Regions from separate parts of the Danio rerio genome. Here region 1 is linked to region 2. A link is a contact called in public Hi-C data. All regions are on one chromosome and are shown on one strand. The core of a region is the stretch at or near the end of the contact, and the rest is flanking DNA. Distances in the headings are between cores, read along the strand shown.

What was found. A called contact is a pair of places that touch in the nucleus more often than the background predicts.
Region 1: a Hi-C map of hematopoietic stem cells shows a contact between it and region 2, with 2.2 times the contacts expected there. The contact joins the promoter of buc2l here to the promoter of klhl11 in region 2. A contact is called at or near these places in 2 of 18 Hi-C or Micro-C datasets (caudal fin and hematopoietic stem cells) and 1 of 4 datasets of contacts at active chromatin or transcription factors (embryo).

What each region holds. Positions count from the first base shown.
Region 1 is chr12:14,716,714-14,719,413 of GRCz12tu, forward strand. buc2l (bucky ball 2-like) reads right to left here and starts at 1,391. Exons shown (of 5, transcript XR_012387889.1): 1 at 1,264-1,391; 2 at 771-1,004.
Region 2 is chr12:14,538,347-14,541,046 of GRCz12tu, forward strand. klhl11 (kelch-like family member 11) reads right to left here and starts at 1,391. Exons shown (of 2, transcript NM_199783.2): 1 at 826-1,391. The coding sequence starts at 1,277. All of the region lies in intron 22 of aclyb (ATP citrate lyase b), which reads right to left.

The DNA.
Region 1 (2,700 bases), core at 141-2,640, 180 kb after region 2:
CAAGGCAGATGTTTTACAATATGTAAATTTGCAAGACAACCACAGATTTCTTCCAAATCATTATTACACTGAATGCTACAAACTTAATGCTTACAATTATATGGTTAGTTTTATTTTATTTGTTAGTTTACATTGCTAGTTTTGTAGATAACAATTCATCTGTACAGATCATTTAAAAGAAGAAAAAAAAGTTTGCCCTTTAAGCTTTAATTGATAACTATAAATGCACTTTTTGCAAATGTCAGGTTACATGTCTTTGGGCTTAACCACGACCCTCCAACTGTCAGTTTTGACAACAAACAAAAATGTAGAAGAGGTGTCTGTTAGGTTGTAATAACTTTTCCAATCTTCCTAAACGAAATGCCTACTTTACTGGATCCATTCAGTTCACAGTTGAAAAAGCAAGCCATGCCATGGTTTTCTGATTCAATATTCTGTTTCTCTAGGTACCAAGTCAAATTCCAAAAAATAAGATGGTCTCATCTTCTGGTTAATTTGCATTTTAAATAATTTAAATTTGGGTTACTCCTCCTGCATAAATGAGGTAAACCATTGACACAAAGGCCAACAATAGAATTTATCACTAAATATAGCACATCATGTTATACATGTACTTGTGGAAATATTGTAGAACAATTGCAGTTCATTAGGTAAACAAACAAGCATAAATAAAATAAAAATTATGTCAATCTCTAGCAACAGTCCAAACAGCATTTAGTAAAATGAAAAAAGATGAAAAAAAAAAAAAAAGCACAAGCCAAGCAAAATACCTAAGCCATGAAATCCACTGTATGGCACACATAGAGATGATGTAGGAAACTGATAGGGCATGAAAGGCTGAACAGTGGGAACATAAAATTGCTGGTTTAGCTGAAGCTGCTCATCTGGGTGTAGTATTCTGGAGGGCAGAGGACCAGCGCATAGAGGGGCCTGTGCATGCAGTGGTTCACTAAGAACGCCTGACAAACCACCAATGGGTTCATGAGTAGATATAGCAGCCATCCCTAAAGCAGAACATAACAAGTGAGGGTTTTAGTCATTTAGACAGAATTGTTGCAAAGCAATGAAGAAGAATAAAAAAAAACACCTTAAGCGTATTTTAGTTTTGTTTAGGAGCGATATTTTACTTGATCATTATTACTATACTAAGTATTTTCACACTTTACAAATTGTCTTCACCTGATCTAATGCTTATTGTAAGCAAATTTATTATTTATTAAAGATTTTATTTTAGAGTAAAGTGTTTTAAAGGTTTGTGCTTACCTTGAATTTCTCAACAAAATTCACAAACCAACAAGACCTCAAACAAAAACTAATTCACAGCTTTCCTAAAGTGTAAATCAGGAGTGTGTTGTGAGCGATAGGAAAAACCATGTCCAACTAGATCAGTTAATTGAATGGCATGCAATTAGTGTTAATCAACGTAAAGGCAGCACCTGATCAGACAGTCCCGCTCTCAATGGGCTATGCTTCCTCATTACCTAGCTCCTCCGACTGCGACCCAAAAAGCGGGTCATCAACTCTACAAGACATCAACCTCTGCTGTCTAGAGAGAGGCTTTTTCAGTAGTGATGAGCAGGGATGTATCCTTTGCGGAAGTGTGTTTTTAATTAAACGTGACGCAAGTAAAACCTAAGAGTAGCCTACTACTACATAAGTAGTTTATCCGTTTATGATAACATAGATTCAGTATAGTAAATTAACCAAGAGTTGTAAACGTGCGTACACTATTTACTACAGCTAGTAGCTGTTTTGATACATGTAGGCCTATTTGTCAAATATGGGTTTAAAAAGAGTAAATCAATTAAAACTAAATTTAATCACTAGTTTTTTTTTATACTTTATTCAAAAGGTTTTAATGTAAATTAATGCAAAGTTAATAACTTTAAGGAATTTTTAAGGGTAGGTCTATTTAAATTTCGCTCATGGGCATAATGCGCTGTAAATTAGTGGGAAAATGCTGCCATCTACCGAAAAATGCTTTTATTGAAATGGCTAAAATGAAATATAAGATAACTCAAAGAGCTTATTAGAATCACATTCTAAGCTCTTTGCCTTCACTCAAACGTTAGACAGTCTATTTGTTTCCTTTTAAATGTGATGTAGATGCGTGAATTCCTGTCTTAAAATGAATTAACTATTTTATTTAATCTCTTGGGGAGGGTCAAAACATACAGTAGCCTATAATGATTAAAATGACCGTTACAATTTAATACAAAACATAACAACAGAAAAGGCTTTTTAAATCCTGTGTTAGCATCTTTCTGTTTATATCTTTACAATCTTACAATTTCTGAATGATGTGTTAGCTTCAAGCCGTGTTTTCATATAACATCTTACCTTTTCTCTGATATGATATTTAAAAAGTATATAATCTCACATATTTAACAAAATTTATTTTATTAAACTATTTATATTCATACCAAGAATGAAATGGATAAGAAACTAAATGTAATTTGTCCAAATAAAACATAACAAAAAATACTTTTATCCAATTTAGATACTTTCAGCACTGAAAATGCTCTAGCAAAGCCAACAAAATGGCTTTGAGCTATCAGCTATTTTGACTGCAGATAAGTAATGACGCCTAGGCAGAGATGGGCTGTATTTTTCATACATTTCAAATATGCATTTCAAGTATAGAATATTTTGTCAGTTGTATTTGATAGGGCTGATACAAGTTATTAAGGTATTTTTCAT
Region 2 (2,700 bases), core at 141-2,640:
AACCTTGAAACAGTTATAGCCCCATGCTTAGTAGTATTATGTCTTGTGAATTCATTAATATACTCTAATTATTTTGATAAACAGCAGATGACCGAGGGGCTACAAAAAAATTACATTCTATAAACACAAAAAGTAAAATGTTTCTTGATGCACTACCCATGTGTTGTTAAAATAAGTGCCATATAATCAGTTTTAAAATTTGTCTATAAAATTTTAATATCACCAATTTACATTTTGCAAACTAATATTCGAGATTCATTTTTAGATATACCACTGACATTTGTTAACAGTTATGAAATATTCTAACATGTCATGTGATAACATTCAGGCAAAAGACTAAATCACTGGATTTGTAGATATTCATTTCACGCTATGCAACTTTTTGACCTCAATCACAATCCATATGAATAAGTGAACAAACATTATAAACATTTGTGTAAAATTACAAATATTAAAAAAATAATGGGAATACAGTGGAACTACACTGCATTAGCTAAAACATGGAAAAATACATATTTAAAATGTATTTTACTTGTAGACGGGGCTTTCGAATATGCCCATGTTGAACAAATGCTGCGTACCTGAAATAGATTTTTTGATAGCTTTACCCCGAATGCTGCAAACGCCGCCTATAATACTACAAATGCCGCAAGCAGTAACGACGCCAAAACGCTGCTTGTTCTGAAGGTGTCGGTGATGCCTAAATGCGCTACACTACGCCTAATATGATGTCCAGAGAGTAACGTATAGTGACCAAACATACCAATGTTGTCTTATTAAGTTAGGCAGCTCGCCGAGTTTTGACACATCCTAATGATCCCTCACCTGTCCGCGAGCTCCAACACTTCGTGAACATTGGCGGTGCTCACTCGGATCTCGCCCGTGTACATGAACTGTATGACGCTCTCCACCGTCTCCTGATCGAGGCCTGCCTCGCTGCTCCACTCCTTCATCTCCACCCGTCGCGTCACCGACTCCGAAAACTGTCCCCCGAGTAGAGGGGTGAAGTAATCTGTGGCTGCTGCTAAGACCGAGCGGTGAGCGTTGAATTCGAAGTTGTTTGCTGCTCCCGGAGCACTGCTGAACGCAAGTGTCACATCACAGAAGAGCCCGAGCTTCCGCTGTTCATTCTGCCGCCGGGAGAGCTCCGAGCAGTGAGTAGCGGAGGCGAACTCCTCGGCCTCCTCGGACTCTCCGTCTCCCATTAGAGCACTCGGCGTACTTGGACTGCTGCTGTTTCGGCTGGCGTCCTCCGGGTTCGGAGCGGCTGCGGCCATCTCGGTGTCCGCGCTCTCGGTTCGTAAAGTGCGCAGTATGTTGAGGTGGTGGAGCACACTCAAACACACACACTCCAACATAAACAGAGCTGAACAACACGCACATGCGCACACACAGCATGCAACGCAGGAGTCGTTTTGACGTTACAGGAACTGACGTGAGGCGTGAACAGCTGATCCGAGAAGGTTTATTTATTTATTTTTTAACATTAGAAACAGGGCATACGTAAAACATGCAATTTGTGCTAATATTATGTGACTTGAATACAAATTAATACATATTTATTGTATAGCTAGTTACATAACAAAATATAAAAAAAACAATACATGAAAGAATAACTAATACTTAAAGAAAAAATGAAATTAAAAGAAAATAAATCAAAATAAGTTAAACATAGTATTAAAATCAGAACTATTAACCCCCATTTTTTCTTATTTAAATATTTACCAATTGACGTTTAACAGGGCAAGGAAATTTTCACAGTATGTCTGATATAATTTTTTCTTCTAGAAAAAGTCTTGTTTGTTTTATTTCAGCTAGAATAAAAGCAGTTTTTTAATAATAATAAAAAACATTTAGGGTAAAAATGTTTAGCCCCTTTAAGCTATATATTTTTTCAATAGTCTACAGAACAAACCATTACAATAACTTGCCTAATTACCCTATCCTTTCTAGTTAAATTAATTAACCTAGTTAAGCCATTAAATGTAACTTTAAACTGAATAGAAGGGTCTTAAAAATATATAATAATTACTGTCATCATGGAAAACATCAAATAATTCAGTTGTTAGAAATGAGTTATTAAAACTATTATGTTTAGAGATGTGTTGAAAAAATCTTGTCTGTGTTAAACAGAAATTATAATAATTCAAAGGGTTTACTAATTCTGACTTTAACCGTAAATATCTTACAATATAAGTAAATTATTCAAATATATAAATATATAGGCGTATCAAAAGGGATGTGATCGTTTAAAAGTAAGGCTTATAGCTATACTATTTTTTCAACAGCACAGTTGGTTTCTTATTTAACAATAGCCAGATTCATAATGAAGTTTCAAATCGATGCAAAACATTCTAAAATTAGGCATACACTCAATGACTCTACATCTATGAAGATGGAAAAGGCCACAAAGAGTAAAAAAAAGTCAACATTGTCCACTTCCTTACAGTCTGACTCCCAAATCAAAAACAATAGATTAATTGTCTTAAAATCAAAAAAGTTTTGTAAGCTGAGAAGACAAGCCAAGATACTTCTGCCCAAAGATTTTCTACACAATTGCATTCGAAGAATAAATGTGTTATTGTTTTTTAAGATTAGAATTAAAGTATGTGTATTGTGAAGAATTGTTTACATAGTAAAGAAATACAGGGATTGTAATTATAAAGGATTTAAAAATAAAATTCTTTCATGTTATTTATT